Linked DNA regions of Sus scrofa: region 2 is linked to region 1. The links are chromatin contacts, called in public promoter capture Hi-C maps. All regions are on one chromosome and are shown on one strand. The core of a region is the stretch at or near the end of the contact, and the rest is flanking DNA. Distances in the headings are between cores, read along the strand shown.

Evidence for each region. Promoter capture Hi-C pulls out the DNA fragments that hold promoters and counts their contacts.
Region 2: a promoter capture Hi-C map of liver shows a contact between it and region 1, with 4 times the contacts expected there. The contact joins the promoter of SEMA5B here to the promoter of PDIA5 in region 1. A contact is called at or near these places in 1 of 5 promoter capture datasets (liver) and 4 of 47 Hi-C or Micro-C datasets (liver and skeletal muscle).

Annotation. Positions count from the first base shown.
Region 1 is chr13:137,396,221-137,400,951 of Sscrofa11.1, forward strand. PDIA5 (protein disulfide-isomerase A5) reads right to left here and starts at 2,245. Exons shown (of 17, transcript XM_003132633.5): 1 at 2,027-2,245. The coding sequence starts at 2,209.
Region 2 is chr13:137,441,640-137,446,370 of Sscrofa11.1, forward strand. SEMA5B (semaphorin-5B) reads left to right here and starts at 2,343. Exons shown (of 22, transcript XM_021070255.1): 1 at 2,343-2,552.

The DNA of each region.
Region 1 (4,731 bases), core at 995-3,494:
AGATAGACATTGAGTTTAAGTTTACAGAAGCCCAGCCTGGTGTCCACCTGCCACTCACCACTGCCCCTACACCTCAGGCTCATACCTGCTAAGCCAACCTTGGGCCTGGGGAAAGGAGAAAATACCAAGCCCTTGCTGAGGACTCCCAGGTTCCAGTGCCCTAAGCAAGCGGACCTGCTCTCCACACTGCACGGTGGAGGGCACCAGCGACCTCAACTGCCTATCGGACTCACACTCACCCTGCTCAACTGCTCAACCCACCCCTCAGGAAAGTCATGGCTGGACCTCCCTCTAAGTTAAAGACAGCTCCCCTTCACTGGAGCTCCCAGCGCTTCAGCACTGGCTGTTCTGTCTTTATTTACTCACAAGACTGACTCCCACGCCCAATACAAGGCAACACCAGCGGGCAGGAACAATGTGTGTTTTGCTCTCCACCCAAAAATCCAACCCGGTGCCAGCCAAACAATGCAGTTGATAAATAAATGTTTGCTGAATGAAACTTCTTTCAGCTCAGATTCCCACGCCTTTTATTTCCACAGCAGGGAAAGGGAGGAGAACAAGAGAGGAAAGTAGGAACAGCCCAAGAGCAAAGACCTGATAGGGACAGTCCTGGCCATGGCCCTTCTGCACAGTCCTGCAGTCCTGCCTGGCCAAATGGCTCCAGGGAAGAGAATGCAAACAGACCATCAAAGACACCTAGATTCGGGGGAGTGATACCACTCTATTCCACCCTACTTGTCTCCAGGAGGGAGAATGGCCAGATCTAGGGGGGGCAGGGAGCTTCCTTTCCTATCCACTTCCTGACAACCAGAAAATACAGGGCCTCTCCTCACTGGTGATCCCAAAGGGGCAGGGTATTGAGAGACTGAAGCGTTTAAGGCAACTCAATCTACACTCCAGTTTTTCTCTTCACGTTTTGTCCAGCATCTTGCTACACCCCCAAAATTAAAATAAGCTAAAAAACTGGAACATCTACATTGGAGAGAGTGCCAGCAGCAGGAAGTTCCCTGAAACTTCAGGGGAAAAGGAACCAAGATTGTCCTATAATAAGGGAGACCAGAAGTTACAGGAGAGGTGAGGAAGGAGGCCATATCATTCCATCAACACCCACAGCAACACCAAGACCAAACCTGGGGACCTGGGTGTTGTAGACACACACATTCCGACCTCTCTCAAGGATGCTCTGGCGGCAGCAGTGCAGGGAACTCCTCGGGAGAGCCCACGCTCCCATCACCCCGGCCCCACCCAGTCTCTACTCTAACATGGATTTGCAGTTTACAGAGCTTCCTCCTCTGATTGCTCATTTGACCCTCCTGACAACCTCTGGGGTAGTGGTGGGGAGTATCTAAAGCGTCCCCATTTCATGGATGAGAAAACTAAGTCAAGTGCATTAGACGATATGCCAAATCACAATACAGAAAGTGGCTCCCCCAGACCTTCGCGCTAGCCTCAGCTGGGTGAAGGAGCAGAACTCCCGGCGACCCCACCCAGACCCCACCCAGCCTGGCCTGCGGGGGCCCAAGTGGTGACTGGCAGTTTACCGGCTGCCCAGGGCCTAAACCAAGAACTAGGTGGCCTTAAAAGAAGGTTTAAGGCGGTGCAGGTGGCAAGCACCCCTTCCCATCCCGTACTCACACAGGTGCAGGGCCCGGAGTGTGGGGCGCGGCGCCTCCGCAAGCCGCCGGCGTCCGGCCCTAACCAGCTGTCAACCTCTGACCTGCGCCCCCTCAAAGTTGTACGTGCAGCACCAGCACCTCCCGAGCTCCCCCCACACACACCCCGGCTTCCCTCCGCGGCTCCCTCCGACCTTCGCGCCCCAGAGCACTCTGCTGGGAGGGCACCGGGGCCGCCTCCCTGCCTCCCCCACAGCCACCGGGTCCCCGCCTGCCTGGCGCGCACACCCCCGCCCAAGCGCCCCAAAGCACCTATCTCCCCGCACATCCCGGGAGGGCCGGGAGCAGGGAGCGCGGACCCGCACTCCGGGCGCACGTGCAGTCCCGGCCCGGACCCCAGCGCCACAGCTCACCCAGACCGCCAGCAGCAGCAACCACGCCGGCCCGACCCGCGCCATCCCCGCCGCCGCTGCCCACGGTCGGCTCCGGTCCCCTCTCGGGCTCCCGCGACCACAGCACCGCCGGGTGCAGCAGCCACCACCACTTCCCAGCCGCTCCCCGCCTCCGAGTTCCCGGTGCCACGTCTGCCAAAGCATGCGCACCACGCTGGGAGAGGCGGCGGGGAGAAGTGCGTGCTGGGAGTTGTAGTTTGTAGCTAGCGGAGCAGGGGCGTGGACTTCGCCCCCAGGCCACCTAGAAGCCAGAGTGAAGTGCGATGTGGTCAAGGTCAGCGAGTAAGGAAAGGCGATTAATTTGGGGGACTTACTGTGTACCTGGAACTTTAGAAAATAGTTCTCCTTCAGCCTAGAAAGGTTAGTTTTATTTTTCCCACTCTGAGGATGAGGAGGCTACCCAGAGAATTTAAGTAATTTGACCCAGATCACACAGCCTGCAAAGGTCAGAAAGCAGATTAGTGGTTGCCTGGGGCTGGGGGAGAAAGGAATGGGGAGTGACTGATAATGGGTACAGAATCTCCTTTGAGGGTGATGAAGATAAGTTGGAACGAGACAGAAGTGATGGTCGCACAAATTGTGAATGTACTAAATGCCATTGAATTGTACACTTTAAAAATGATAACTTTTTCTTTTTGTCTTTTTAGGGCTGAGCCTGCAGCATATGGAGCTTCCCACGCTAGGGGTAGAGCTGTAACCGCTGGCCTATGCCAGAGCCACAGCAACCCCACATACGAGCAGTATCTACAACCTACACCACAGCTCACCGTAACACCAGATCTCCAACCTACTGAGCAAAGCCAGGGATCAAACCCGCATCCTCATGGATACTAGTCAGATTCACTTCCACTGAGCCATGATGGGAACTCCAAAAATGTTTACTCTTATGTGAATTTTATCTCAATAAAAAAATTAAAAAGAAAACCTTTATTGAACCCATTCCATGTGCTAAAATATTCACACGTGCAATCAGTTAGTTATTCAAGAATGTTTATTAAGGGAATTCCCATTGTGGCACAGCAGAAACGAATCCAGCTATTATCCATGAGGAGGCAGTTTCTAACCCTGGCCTCCACGCTCAGTGGGTCACAGATCCAGCGTTGCCGTGAGCTGTGGTGTAGGTCACAGACGACGCTTGGATCCCGTTGCTGTGGCTGTGGTGTAGGCTGGCAGCTACAACTCCAATTTGACTCCTAGCCTGGGAACATCCACATGCCACAGGTGCAGCCCTAAAAAGCAAAAAAAAAAAAAAAAAAAAGTTTATTAAATACCTATTACAACCTGAGGCTCAAGACGTAGAGTAGTGAGATGGACAAGGAAGTACAGTATGGGGTTGATAGGTCGTAACTGAAAGATCTTTGCTCACTGTCGGGAGGTTCAAAGCTCAAAACCTAGCAATCATCCTTGATTCACTCTCACTTCTAACAAGCCCATCCAACACATCACCACATCCTGTCAGTCCTACCTCCAAAGTATATCTCCTCTGTCACCTTCTGACTCTAAGTCACCAACATGTCTCAGCAAGGGTAGAAATCTCCTGATGCATTTGCCTGCTCCTTCCTCCTTGTACCCCCTACAGTGCAGTTGTTAATGTCTGTTGGATCTTGCTAGCCACATCCTGAAACCCTCCAGTAGTTTCCCATTGCCTTTTTTTTTTTTTTTTTTTTTTTTTTTTTTTTGTCTTTTTGTCATTTCTTGGGCCGCTCCCTCGGCACGTGAAGGTTCTCAGGCTAGGGGTCCAATTGGAGCTGTAGCTTCTGGCCTACGCCAGAGGCACAGCAATGCAGGATCCAAGCTGCATCTGCAACCTATACCACAGCTCACAGCAACGCCAGATCCTTAGCCCACTGAGCAAGGCCAGGGACCGAACCCACAACCTCATGGTTCCTAGTCAGATTCGTTAACCACTGAGCTACAACGGGAACCCCTCCCGTTGCCTTTAAAATGAAATCCAGGAGTTCCTGTCACGGCTCAATGGTTAGCAAATCCGACTAGAAGCCATGAAGTTGTGGGTTCAGGATCTGGCGTTGCTGTGTAGGTCGCAGACGTGGCTCAGATCCCGCTTTGCTGTGGCTGTGGCATAGGCTGGCAGCTACAGCTTCAATTTGACTCCTAGCCTGGGAACCTCCATATGCCACAGGTGTGGACCTAGAAAAGACAAAAAAAAAAAAAAAAAAAAAAAAGAAAGAAAGAAAATGAAATCCAAAGGCTTCCCCATGACCTATGAGTCCTGCATGGTCTAGACCTGGCCTCTAGACTTCATCTCCGGCCGCTCCCCTGCGTTGTCCACTTGGCTCCTGTTTCACAGACCATCATTTCCTGCCCATCCCCCACCTTCGGAGCTGTTCCTACTGCAGGATCAGTACTTTTCCTATTATCTCTGCCCTTTCCCTGGCCCTTGGTCTGACTCACACCTTCTAATCTTTCAGGGCACTCCTAATTGTATACCCTCAGAAAGTCCCCTGAAACAACCCTTCTAAAAAAGAGTCTACCCTCTTCACCCCAAGCTTCTTGTTCTGTAGCCCAGGCTCTGTTGATTTCTTGCCAGTATTTACCACAATCTGCGATTACTCATTTAATTGGTCTGTTCATCTTCTATTGCTATAAGTGGAATGTAAGTTTCACATCTCCTTTTAGCCCCCTAACTTCAGAACCTAGCACAGGAC
Region 2 (4,731 bases), core at 1,093-3,592, 46 kb after region 1:
GCCCTAAAGAGACAAAAGGCAAAAAAAAAAAATAAATAAATAAAAAAAGAAAGAAAGAAAAAAGAAAAAACACAGAGGTTAGTATCTCAATTAGCATTCTGCCTCATCTGAACAAGTTACTTCCTTCAAAGCCATACTATTTTTCATTTCCAAGTTCAAATCTCTCAATGTATCTCTTTTAACCAACTTTCTACTTTCTTCTTAGAATGATTAAAGAAACACCAAGCACTCCCCCTTCACCCAGGAACTCCCACGAATGTCCCTCTTTGTTTCCAGCCCAAACACACCCGCCCGTGACATGTTCATCCACTGACAACCGTCTCTGCCCTTCCCAGCCACCCGGCCCTGCTTCTGGCGACCTGTCACTCTTCCCACAGACAATCTCCGCCTCCACCCACCTTCACTTTCTATTCTCCATTCTTTAATCACACGAACCTGACCAACCGGTGGATATATTTATTTTTCTTATCTTTCTTTTTCTTAAACGTGCTTCTTTTCTAACTTTTTTTTAACCTGCCTTTAATTCTCTTTGGAAATAGATGAGGTCTAAAGCAAAATTGTAATAAATAAAATCCTCGTAATCTTTTAAGGTTCAGTGCGTAGAACTACCCACATTATGCCAGATGTGGCTGCACCATAATTTTCCTGACTCCAAATTGCTTTCATTTCGAATCAATTTCTTTGTGTGAAGTCTTTGATGGTTTCCCCCCTTCTGAGCCAGTGATCCTAGTTAGGCAAGAGAAAGAAAAGGCATGATGGTGTTGAGTAATCTGTGATATCCCAGGCTCCATGCTGGACCCGTTTATTTACATTATTTCACTGCCTGCATCCTAGATTTACAGGATCCTAGTTGGAGCCTAAGCCATGTTTACCCTATGGTTCAGACAAGCCCATCTGGAAGCTATAGGGAGAATAATAAGGACAAGGATGCAAGGACTGGTTTGAGCCTCCTGAGGAAAAAATAATTTTCTTTTCTTTCCTTGCTTCCTTTTTTTTTTTTTTTTTTTTTTGGTTTGTTTTTTTGCTTTTGTTTTTTTAGGACTGCACCCTTGGCATGTGGAAATTTCCAGACTAAGGGTCAATTGGAGCTGAAGCTGCTGGTCAAACCACAGCCACAGCAATGCAGGATCTGAGCAGCAGCTATAACCTGCACCATAACTTCATGGCAGTGCCAGATCCTTAACCCAGTGAGCAAGGCCAGGGGTCGAACCTGAGTCCTCGTGGATACTAGTTGGGTGTGTTACCACTGAGTCACAACAGGAACTCTGGAGGAAAAAAAATAAGTTTTCTGAGTTTGAAGAAAGAATCCACTGGAAGAGAGAAATCTGCCCATTGTTCAACAACAAATATTTATTTGCAATGTATCCAACACTGTTAGCACAAGGGACACTGCTGGGAGAAATCTGAGGGCAATGAACCAGTTTCAGAGGAGAGGGCCAATTCTGAGTGCAGCAGCGAGTATACCACTCAGCCTGTTCTCTGACCCGGACTGCAGTCCTAAGGCAGGACAGCTTCGACATAGAGTAAACAAACACAAAAATGACTTCACTTCCCTGTTCAAGAATCCATAGGGGAGTTCCTGTGGCAGTGCCACTGAAACGAATCCGACCAGGAACCATGAGGTTTGGGTTTGATGTCTGGCCTCGCTCAGAGGCTTAAGGATCCGCCGTTGCCGTGAGCTGTGGTGTAGGTCTCAGACGTGGCTCAGATCTGGCGTTGCTGTGGCTCTGGCATAGGCCGGTGGCTACAGCTCTGATTAGGCCCCTAGCCTGGGAACCTCTATACGTCGTGGGTGCAGCCCTAGAAAGGACAAAAGACAAAAAAAAAAAAAAAAAGAGAGAGAGAGAAAGAAACAACAGGGGAGTTTTCTTGTGGCACAGCGGGTTAAGGATCTGGCATTGTCACAGAAAAGGTTCACGTCGCTGCTGTGGTTCGCTCCCTGGCATGGGAACTTCCACAAGTCCCCTGCCTCAGCCAAAGGAGGGAAAGAAAAAAAGAAACAAGAAAAGACAGTGAGAGGAAAAACAAGAAAACTGAGGCCCGTGGTTTCTGCACCCTGGGAGACAATGTTTTCTACACAAACCTCAGAACACTTGCCTTGGAGATATTGTTGGACACCAGAAGGGCTCTCAAAGGGGACATTGGGAGAGGCTGAGGACATTAACCCAAAGAGCTAAAGCGAGAAGGAGGGATAAACAAGGGCAGGACTTGGGTCCTGGTCTTGGCTGAGATCCGTGCTGGGGTGCAAGGTCCAACTGGGAGGACTCTGGGGAAAGCTAAATTCCCACAGAACTAATGGACACGGAGCACGTGAAATACAGCTTGTGACTTCTGCCAAGTCTCTATTTCTACCCCCAGGCTAATGTGGCCTGGAGAGGCTTATGCCAAGTCATTCCACAGCAGCTCCAAGGAGTTAAGACACTTGCTCGAGGTTGTTGATTTAGGAATAGTCTTTCTCCAAAGTCCTTTCAGACCCTATCCTCTGCGTGGCGTAGTGCAAAACCTCAGGATTCCCACCTCTGCCCTGCTGTGAATGCATTACAGGATCTCGGGTGAGTTAATTTATCTTGAATTTTTCATCCTTTAAAAGAAGGACTTTGGAGTTCCCTTTGTGGTGCAGTGGTGCAGTGGAATCCGACTAGGAACCATGAGGTTGTAGGTTCGATCCCTGGCCTCACTCAGTGGGTTAAGGATCCAGCATTGCTGTGAGCTATGTGTAGGTCGCAGACATAGCTTGGATCCGCGTTGCTGTGGCTCTGGTGTAGACCAGTGGCTACAGCTCCGGTTGGACCCCTAGCCTGGGAACCTCCACACGCTGCTGGTTTGGCCCTTAAAAAAAAAAAAAAAAGGAAGAAAAAAGAAAGAAAGAAAGACAAAAAGAAGGGCTTCAGCTAGAAAAGCTACAACATTCTGTGATTTTTGGACGAATTTCAGCCCCTCAGCAATGGTTCTGAGTACCCTTGATAATCCAACCCGGCCATGCATATCCAGACAAAGCCCCTTCACTTCCTGGCATGGCCTGTTGACTCCAGCCAAGCCAGTTTTTTCCCCTGTCCCTGAACATAGCACGCTCACATGCATTCCTGACCCTTAGCCAAATCCCTCCCTAGGGGCACTAAGAAAATAGGAATGTGCAGAAGCGCCATCTCCCCAGTCCCTTGTTGGAAAGACTGTGCCCACCGCCTTCACCAAGGCTGACTTTCAAGGTGCGCATATGACAGTTCCCCAGGGGCAACCATGTACATTTCTGGTTTTTTTGGTTTTTTTTGTTAGGGCCATATGCACAGCATATGGAGGTTCCCAGGCTAGGGGTCGAATTGGAGCTGCAGCTGCCGGCCTACACCATAGCCACAGCCACGCCAGATCCAAGCCACGTGTGCAACCTACACCCCAGCTCACGACACCACCAGATCATTAACCCACGTAGCAAGGCCAGGGATCGAACCCGCGTCCTCATGGAGCCTAGTCGGGCTGGTTAACCACTGAGCCAGTGTAAATGTAATGTCCATTTACATTTCTGACATAGTTTGTCCAGACCCTTGGTGGATTCATCTCCATTTCCCTCATGTACTACATCTGGGAGTAACGTGTTTCACGAGTTTATTACCCATTTCTTTTCTTTGTTCTAAGTGTTCCTCGTTCATCTCCCCCTCAGGCAAGTGTCTGGGTTGAATGAGTCCTGGTTCACCCTCTCCTGGTTATTGATGAGTGTACTGCTTTCCATCGCATCCTTTTCCAGTCTGGAGAATCCTAACCTTTATGGCCTGTCTTCCCCTCGCAGCCCTTGATTTTTCTGTCTCTATTCCTTCAGTGTCGGTCAGAACATCCCTTCAGAGGTTCAGTGACCAGAACTCTCCCCAGATCAGTGAAGGGAGGAGACATGATATTTAGAGAAATGCAATGGTGTGGGCTCAGGTTTTTTTTCCAGTCTCCCCCATCCCCCCTCCACCTGATGTGTATTTTCTTGGCCTTTGGAGTGAATCAGTACAAAGTCAGGTCCTGGAAGGGAAAATGCCTCCGAAGACACAGGCCCTTTTCTGGTTTTGACAGAGACGTGAGTCACAAAGTTTGGATTTGTTTATTTTTGAACATATCTGCACATGCCATGTTAAACCCATCTGTTCCTTTTCTGCCAATTTATACAAACTCAGTCGATAACAATGATAATTAACATCTAGTGAGCTCTTAAAATGCCCCAGGCACTGTGCTAAGTGTGCAGTATGTTTCTTAATCCTCTCTGCAACCCTCTGAGGTTGGGACTACTATTACCCAGTTTTGAAGATGAGAATTTTTAAGAAACAGAGAGATTAAGTCACTTAATCATTACACTTCTGGCAGATGGCAGACCCTGGACTCAAGCTCCAGGAGGCTGAGATTTTCAGCCTGACTATTCTCTGCCTTTCACCCTGGCTGTAGATTAGAATCATCTGGAAGCTTTGGAAAAGACACCAATTCCCCAGGCCCCAGCCCAGGGCAGCTAAATCTGACTGGGGATGGTCTGGGGTTGGTTGGGGATCCAGAAACTGATACATTTGAAACTTCCCCCAGGCAACGCTATAGATGGAGGACCGAGGACCACTGCTCTGGTGCCTCCTACTGTCAAAGGCTGTCAATTTATTTCAGCTGTAATAACAGGATACATTAAGTCATCAGCAACACAGAGGTTTGTCAAGAGACTTTCCCCTCCAGAACATTTCTAAAGATGTTAAATCTGATTAGTCTTGGAATAGA